3 separate regions of the Mus musculus genome follow, and regions 1 and 2 are each linked to region 3. The links are chromatin contacts, called in public ChIA-PET and HiChIP or PLAC-seq maps. All regions are on one chromosome and are shown on one strand. Each heading gives the region's core, a stretch centred on a gene start, on an enhancer-like site or on the middle of the called end of the contact. The rest is flanking DNA. Distances are from core to core; before and after follow the strand shown.

Evidence for each region. ChIA-PET counts read pairs in DNA pulled down with a chosen protein or histone mark. HiChIP or PLAC-seq counts read pairs in DNA pulled down with a chosen protein or histone mark.
Region 1: an H3K27ac HiChIP or PLAC-seq map of regulatory T cell precursor shows a contact between it and region 3, with 5 times the contacts expected there. The contact joins two enhancer-like sites. A contact is called at or near these places in 4 of 484 Hi-C or Micro-C datasets (bone marrow-derived macrophages, embryonic fibroblasts, erythroblasts and 1 more) and 9 of 115 datasets of contacts at active chromatin or transcription factors (CD8 T cells, Th17 cells, bone marrow-derived macrophages and 5 more).
Region 2: a contact with region 3 is called in an RNA polymerase II ChIA-PET map of effector CD8 T cells, with 23 read pairs. The contact joins two enhancer-like sites. A contact is called at or near these places in 10 of 484 Hi-C or Micro-C datasets (B cells, CD4 T cells, CD8 T cells and 7 more) and 4 of 115 datasets of contacts at active chromatin or transcription factors (CD8 T cells, bone marrow-derived macrophages, effector CD8 T cells and 1 more).

What each region holds. Positions count from the first base shown.
Region 1 is chr10:117,905,310-117,908,122 of GRCm38.p6, forward strand. It overlaps Gm32605 (a long non-coding RNA gene), which reads left to right. Exons shown (of 6, transcript XR_872076.3): 6 at 1-852. Among named protein-coding and RNA genes, the nearest start is that of 4933411E08Rik, 19 kb to the right of the region's middle. Within about 2 kb of position 1,437, at least 233 of the 459 cell types and tissues checked have an H3K27ac peak or open chromatin away from gene starts, as enhancers often do. A contact at or near this core is called in CD8 T cells, Th17 cells, bone marrow-derived macrophages and 3 more, where this site is marked.
Region 2 is chr10:117,951,022-117,953,721 of GRCm38.p6, forward strand. No RefSeq gene overlaps it. Among named protein-coding and RNA genes, the nearest start is that of 4933411E08Rik, 27 kb to the left of the region's middle. Within about 2 kb of position 1,265, at least 118 of the 459 cell types and tissues checked have an H3K27ac peak or open chromatin away from gene starts, as enhancers often do. A contact at or near this core is called in B cells, CD8 T cells, the G1E-ER4 cell line and 5 more, where this site is marked.
Region 3 is chr10:118,082,456-118,085,155 of GRCm38.p6, forward strand. No RefSeq gene overlaps it. Among named protein-coding and RNA genes, the nearest start is that of Mdm1, 58 kb to the right of the region's middle. Within about 2 kb of position 1,391, at least 112 of the 459 cell types and tissues checked have an H3K27ac peak or open chromatin away from gene starts, as enhancers often do. A contact at or near this core is called in B cells, CD8 T cells, the G1E-ER4 cell line and 8 more, where this site is marked.

The DNA.
Region 1 (2,813 bases), core at 187-2,686, 180 kb before region 3:
ATCTGAATAATAACCACACTCCCCAAATTATGTGGAAATTATACCCCTTTCAAGAAACAGTTCACATAGCCATTATCAACTGAGCCAGCATGTAGTGGTGGGGACATAATATCTCCACAAAACATTTCCAGAAAGAGAGAGAGAGAGAGAGAGAGAGAGAGAGAGAGAGAGAGAGAGGCAACTTTCCTTTATTCACATTCAGTTGTGAAATTCATTATATCACAGAAATAAAATACCTCAGAGGCACTGGCTCCTGCTCGCTCAGTAAACTAATCTATATTTAGATGCAATTTAGTGGCTTCCAGATAGATGTATTTCCTTCAGAAAAGGACTTCTCACAGTCCATCCTAAGTGACAGGGCAGTGGCTGTTTCTAAGGAAAATTCAAGGAATTTGTGATGTCATCTCGGGTGTGCCAATCCCTCAATTAAGAGAGGACCAGAGGACTTGGTGATCCCCGCACAAACGAAGGGCGTGCATCCTCTGCGTCTCCTCGCGCTGGGTCGCAGTTCGCAGTTCGCTGCGACCACAGTGGGTGTCTAGAAAGTAAAAGGGAGTGTTCTGTTTTATGTAACTTGACTTTGGAAGCTCTGATGACAAGTAACTCCTCTCTAAAGCTCCACTTAGGAACCAGCGCTGAAAACCAGCTGTTAGCCGTCCGCCCCCGCCCCTCCCCCGCGCCGGGCACTTCTGCCTGTGGGTTCCCCCTTTGTTTTTAAATGATTTTATTTTTGGTAAGAGTTAGGCTTCCCGAGCTCTAAAATACATGGAAACCTCCTGCTGTCTATTCGAACGTTGGACGCTCTAACATTTAAAAAAGAAAATCGTGATTAAATTGGTGCATCGTACGTGATAAGGCCGAGGAATGTTTTCTTATTAAAGTTGGCACCAGAATCCTTCTCAGAATGGGAAATGTATTTACTTTGAAAAATACCCCGAGAGTTTGGAGAGCAGAAGAGAGCTCCTGAGGGTTTGGGGTGTGGGCGGAATGTTTCTGAGACAAAGGCAGCGATTTGGCAGGAACTTCAAGCGCGTGGGGCTGGGGAGGAGGAGAGGGCTGAGCCAATGGGAGGACCAGCCTGCCCGCAGCCCCTCAGTCCCACTGTGGTCCTCCACCCTCCTGTGACCCAACTCCCAAAGTATTCGGTGCAAGTCAGTTGTTTTGCTGTTGTTAGAGAGCCTAGGGCAGGCCTGTGGATCAGCCGAGTGGATCTGAGGTGAGACGGGTGGACCAGAGTAGAGGCTGGAGACTGCCCCAGGATGAGGGACAGATCAGAGAGGGTGGGGTCCTAGATCCGAATTTCAGGGCTTTCTGAAACAGATGGGGCTGGAGAGGTTCTTGGTTAAAGCATCCACTTTCTGGACAGAGTCACTCAGGGCTGTGTGTGGGTGGGAAGCTTCCTGGTATAGTCACATGTTGCCTGACTGGAGGGACGTGGAAAGGACTCCACAAACACCAGACGTCATAGCTGTTTTTACAATCTTTGAAGTTGGTTAGACTCCAGTATGTTAATGTCAGTCAGAAGGCGGTTGGTAGGAAAGGAGTCTTTAGCGGGGTAAGGAAAGGACTTTAAGATTCTAAATCTACGTCTTGTAAACACCCAAGGATATCCAATTTTCAAAACGAGTTGAAAATCTTTGAGAATGAGGTATAACTGCCAAGTCCAAACGACACCTAATATTTATTTCCCAAAGGATTCTTGACAATCAGGGACGCTAGGGTGAAAGAGAGGGTGAGTCCACATACTAGACTTTTCAGGTATGTGTATCTACGCTAGGACCAAATCTGGTGATGGGATATATGTATATGTATACACACACATATATGTATGTGTATTCATATGTGTGTATATATATGCATATATATATATAATGTGGGTGTGGTGTGTGTGTGTATATATATATACATACATACATACATACATATATATATATATATATATATATATATATATATACATACATACATATCACAAAATCCAAAAGATCCAAAAGGGAAATCTTTTTTATTTCTGGAACTTTTCTTTTCAATTTGCCAGTGTTACTGGATTTTTTTCTCATATAATATGTACAGTCTAAAATTAATAATTTAATACGTATAAAAATCTGACTGTATAAAGCAAGACTCCCGCTAGGCATAGTAGTTCACACATAATCCTTGGGAGGCAGAGGCAGGAGAATCAGGAGTTGAAGGTCATTACAGTCTACACAGACTATTCAAAGGCTAACCTGATCTATATATTAAAAATAATTAATTAGTGAAATCCAGGCTCTTATAATAAAGTAGACAAATAGCATCATTAAAAAAAAGCCAATAAGGTGTAAAATAGAAAATAAATCCCACAGCCCTAAAACAATGGATTTGTAGTCATCCTAAAATACTAAAATACCTTCTTTAATTATCCAAAGTCTGGCACAAAAAAAATTCTTTATTTTTGTTTTTTTCGAGACAGGGTTTCTCTGTGTAGCCCTGGCTGTCCTGGCACTCAATTTGTAAACCAGGCTGGCCTCGAACTCAGAAATCTGCCTGCCTCTGCCTCCCATGTGCTGGGATTAAAGGCATGCGCCACCACGCCCGGCCCCAATTTTTTTTTTATTTGTTCTTGTTTTACATGCATTTATCCGTACATTCTCTGCTCATAGTAATATTCTCAGGTAAGTGAAATTTTGCTAAGGCATATCAGTAGGTGTAACTACCTAGCTGACCTCTTTCTCAAATTGGGAAGTCAAGTCATCGAGTTAATAACCCATTAATACAACCTGACAGTGCTATTAACCTAAGACAAGCATCGAACGTCAAAACATCCCTCCGTC
Region 2 (2,700 bases), core at 15-2,514, 130 kb before region 3:
AATGGGTGTACGTATGAGTGTATATGTGAGTGTGTGTGTATGTGTGAATGTATGTGTATGTGAATGTGAGAGACTGTGTGCGTGAGTGCATATGTGAATGTGTGTGTAAATGTGTGAGTGTGTGTGTAAGTATATGATGTGTGTCTGTGTGGTGTCTTCCTCTATCACTCTCCACCTTAGCTTTTGAGACGGGGTTTCTTCCTGAGCCTGAGCTCCCTGATTTGACAAGATGAGCTGGCCAGAGAGTTGCAGGGATCCCTCTCTGTCCACCTCACCCACCCTGAGATCAGAGGCTTGTGGCGCACACAATACCCGGCTTTTGACGTGGGTGCAGAGGATCCAAACTCAGGTCTTCAATGGAGCCGTTGCCCCAGCTCTCTTGTGTAATTTCAGAACTGGCTTGTTAATTTCTGTCTTTGAAATGCTACTGACATTGCAGGGCGTGCGGTACACACCTGTAATATCAGCCCCACGTGAAGCAGGGTTGCTACAAGTTAAAGGCCAGCCTGGTCTACATAGCAAGTTCTAGGTCAGTCGGGGCTACAGAGCGAGAAGCTGTCTAAAACGGCAAAGCTATGAAGTAGAGAGAGCCTAGGGGTGTGGGGTGTAATTTAGTGGTAGGTTGGCCCTGCGTTTGATCCTTAGCAATGAGCAGAGGTGGGAACGCGGAGAGAAAAGAAAGTGGGCATGCCAGTCTCTGAAGTTGCACTGACTCTAGAGGTCAGTTTGGAAAGCCAGGTAGAGGCCCCTGGTTGATGTTTCCCCTACTACGTTATGTTTTTCTTTCACATTTGCCATCACTAATTAATTCTGAAATTAGTCATTCGATTTGACATGTTGACATGTTTAGTCATGGGCTAGCCACTTGCTAGAACTCCACACTTCATATGCCTTTGACCAAAAACACTCATCAAAGCAACCAACGGTTCAGTTGTTTTAAAGTTGGAGCCTAGTTCCTGGATCTTTCAAGTCCCCCTGTGAGATCCAAGGAATCTGCAGCTCCTTGACTGAGAGATAGGAGTCCCTTCCCAGTTGCTTTTTGGGACCACACAGACTGGTACGGTTCAGGCACTTTAACTGCAGGTGGGAAAGCGGCTACAGAGGTCTCCTCCGCAGTGCCCGCTGTCTGGAGTCGGTTAGTCTGCCCTTGAACCGAAGAGAGTGAGTGGTGATAAACCTCCGAGGTGCCCCGTCAGGAAAAGGTAATTATTTCCTGAGTGCAGCGTTGTCCTGGGGACTCGTCCTGTACCTCAGGGAGCTTCCCCTCCGCGGCTATTTCCGGTGATCCACGTAACTTCCGGTGCGATCTGCTTCTTTTGGGCTCCCTGGACTTTCATCATGTCCTCAGGAGTTTCTGCTGAAATTTCATTCCCAAGGTCATAAGGAGTGAGAGTAACCAAACTGAGCTTTAGAGACTGTGTTTTAATAAATGTGAAAACTGCTAAGCTTCGGCTGTGGTTAGGGGAAGGGCCCATTAGCCATCAAACCCAGGTAGGACACTCATCGTTACGCTACACCACGATGACCGACGACCGGCTCTTAATTAAACTCTTATAGACTTTGAAAAGGTCCCATTTGTCCCTCAGACTGGAAGAAACCTTTTATGAAATGGTCGGAACTTTCTGATGTTGCAATTACACGAGAAACACATTACACACATGCTCACCAGAGCTCAATGATGGTGACTTTAGTCATTAAATTAAAAAAAAGCAATTCAGCCATATTGAAACTCTTGCTCAGTGATCGCTAGCAGAGCCCACCTTGTCCCACCGCAGTGCAGTCAGATCTCATACCTACCCGCCCAATTCCTTTGAAAAAAATTTCCTTTCTCAAGTAGAGGCCATTTGTTCTTCAAAGGTTGCTTCAAAGGTTCAGACTAGTGCATTATAGGAAACAGAGTTCTTCTACTCTCAGGGGTGTGGGGGGGTGGGGGTGGGAGGGTGAGGGGTGAGGGTAGGGGTGGGGGATGGGGGGGAAGAAGAGATTCTTCTTGAACTTTGCATGTTTCCCTTTTGAGATACCAACCACAGAATTTGTTTATGACTATCTTTAGCATCAACAGGAAGCCTATGATGAAACGGGAGAGGGAACTGAGTTAAAATGTTATAAAACTCCAGGGAAATATGTTCCCCATGATCCAGCGACTTTAAAAAGTGCGTGGAAAACAAGCAGTGTCGTAACACGGCCTTGTTTTCTCAGGGAGACCTTGCATGCCTGCCTCTCTCTCTGGCGCTGTCAGAAGGATGGCTGGGTGGGACCGGAGCTGAGCTGCGGTTTGTTATGCAAAAAGCTGTTTCTCTGGGTAAAGATCTTCCCAGTTTGTACAAAGGTAAAGCCAGGAGCAGTAAGCCAGGAGCACTGACTTCTTAGAAGTACCTGGATCTCAACCTTCACCACCTTTGTGACTTTGGTTTCTAACTAAGGTGGTTTTTGAGCACGCTAAGGAGAGAGGGGGAGTGCAGGTGTGTGTGTGTGTGTGTGTGTGTGTGTGTACACCCTCTATGGGAGTAGCAAGCTCTGATTGCCTGCCAGTCGTTTCCTCCACGTTTCTCCTGATTCATGAGGTCTCCCCATCAGTCAGTTTAGGCCCGATTATGCTGCTGTAACAGAAAGAAAATTGCTAGAACTATGTGCCATTGACTTAAGATTTGCTGGTGAGGGAAGATGGGAGTGGGTGGGTGGGTGGAGGAACACCCTAAC
Region 3 (2,700 bases), core at 141-2,640:
TTTCTGGACTTAATTTCTATCTCTTATTTCTCTCGGGAGTCCCAAGGATGCTGTGTCATCATGTTGTGAATGAAGTCTTTCATCTTTCCACTGAGTCATGTTTTACTGGATTCGTTTTACCTTTGGAATGAGTTACCTTCTTACCGTTTTGGCCCATGCAAGAACGCAAGGTGCCATGCTAGAGGATCGCCTCCTTCGCTTTGCTTGTTATCAGTGACACCCCGTGACCTCTCCTTTTGAGTCTACTCTGTCTCCTCTCTGCTGGACCACTAGCATCTCACCTCTGCTCTTCAGCATCCTCGTTAAAAAGCCATCTCTGTGGCTGGAGTGAGAGAGTCTCCTAAGCCAAACTGTCCAGCTTGCAATTTGGACGAAGACCTAGCCAACTCTCCTCCAGACTCCCAGTCAATCCCAATGATGCTCTACAGTCGACTCTAAGTCTCTCAGGCTGAGCCAACACGCACAAGACTCTATATGCAGAGATTCACAGAGCCTACAGAATATAAACACGCACACACAGAGCATTAAGAAAGGATGAGATTTAAGATATTTCTAAACCCAACCCAGAAGGAAGCTGCTATTTTGAGGTCCATCAAGGAACACCTCATGACATACAACTATAAAGTACTTTATAGACCTGGTTTATGAAATTTGACTTACAGAAACTAGTTGCATCACCATGACCTACTGGGCCTCCCATGACCCAGTCCCCACCTTCTTCAGAAGCCTCGGATGACCTCTCCCCATCGTGAACTTCATGCCTCATAACAGAAAACCACATCCTGTCCCTGTGTACAGTGTGCCCCTCCCTGTGACCCTGGTAGAACAGTTTCCTCTTTAACATGGCTCTGTTTGGCTACAGCTTGATACTCAACTCTGGGCTTAAGGAATTCCATGTTGAGCTAAATGTGTGTCTTCTGAGGTCCAGATACCAAAGCATTAACTACTTTACCTGTGGGAAAAAAGTTTGAGTGACCCTGTTATGATGGTGGTGGTGGAGGTGATTGCTTAGCTACTGTAGAAGAGGCAGGTAGGGCTGAGGGAGCTGAGGAACCCGTTGGATCTTTCTGCAGTAGGGGATGGGCTGGGGTGTGAATTCAGACAGCTCGCTAATGTCGGGCGGTGGTGACGCACGCTTTTAATTCCAGCACTTGGGAGGCAGGGGCAGGCGGATTTCTGAGTTCGAGGCCAGCCTGGTCTACAAAGTGAGTTCCAGGACAGCCAGGGCTATACAGAGAAACCCTGTCTCGAAAAAACGAACGAACCAACCAACCAACCAAAAAAAAAAACCCCAAAACAACAGAAAAAACGAACGAACCAACCAAAAAAACCCAGACAGCTCGCTCCTAAGGCTGCACCTGTACATCTGACAGCAGCATGAGAGCTGGCGACGGGCCCCTTGGCAAGTGCTCACTGATGGAAACTCAGTGTGTGCTCACCGCATCTCACCCTGTTAGCATTATGGAAGTTGAACATGATACAGCAAAGAGAATCATTCTGACATTACATTTTACCTCTGGCAAAGCCGGTGACAGAAAGATGGGAGTGCTGAGGGATGACCAGCTAACTTACCAGATTAACATCAGCTTCCTTGTTCTCTCAGACATGTTCTCCTCGTATGGACAACCCTTGGTGTTAGCCTGGGTAGAGGGAAAACAACCTGGTGTTTGATGGCAGCTCTCTGTCTTGTCACCCATCCTTCCATTCGGAGCCCAGTGGGAGTCTCTTGTTGAAAGTGAATGTGGAGTGTTTTCTATCTCAAAGATACTTCCATGTACAAGAAGTACTTTAAGTTTGCAAGCCGTGTTAGCGGTTCGGATAAAGCACCCTACGAGCCGACCGCTGCCTCTTCTCGTCTGGAAGCCGTTTTTCAGAGCCACAGATAAATCTGTGATCGTTTCTGTGCTGTGGAATATTGCTAGGTGACTTGGGAATAACTGAAGTGTCTTCAGGTGGGTCCCTGAATTAGTATTTTTTAATTTAAAAAGTTCAAATGTATTATTTTTGTTATGGTCTGTTGAAGATCAGAAGTCCCCACGGACTGATTACGCTTTTGAATTATAAATGAGAAGTGAGGGGTCGTGTTCTCCATAAGCCTTTTCTCTGCTTCTTCATTAAAATTCTCAGATGAAAGAAAACATTGAAAGCAGAATATTGGCTTATAAATAATGATAATAATAATAATAATAATAAAGATGGTAACTTCCACATATACACTTTATGACGTTGTTAATAGAGTCTATTTTGCATTAGATCAAATAATCCATTGTTTAGAATAAAGACCTGTGTAACTTTCTTTCTCATTTTTTCTTTTTTTGTTTTTGTTTTTTTGTTTTTTTCAAGACAGGGTTTCTCTGTGTAGCCTTGGCTGTCCTGGAACTCACTCTGTAGACCAGGCTAGCCTCGAACTCAGAACTCCGTCTGCCTCTGCCTCCTAAGTGCTGGAATGAAAGGCATGAAGCCATCACTGCCCGGCCCTGTGTAACTTTCTGTCCCAGACTAAACCAACACTGGGAATAATTGCAAGGGCCTTGATGTTTGCTTGGTTGTTTATGATGAGCTGTGTCGCTGGGAATCATTCATTTAATCCCCTCCCCCCCAGTTACAACTCTTTCATCTTAAAGGGACAGGCTTACCAGTTCCCATCTTTCTCCTGGGTGAGGTTTAGAGGGTAACCCCCTCCATGTCACCCCCGTCTTA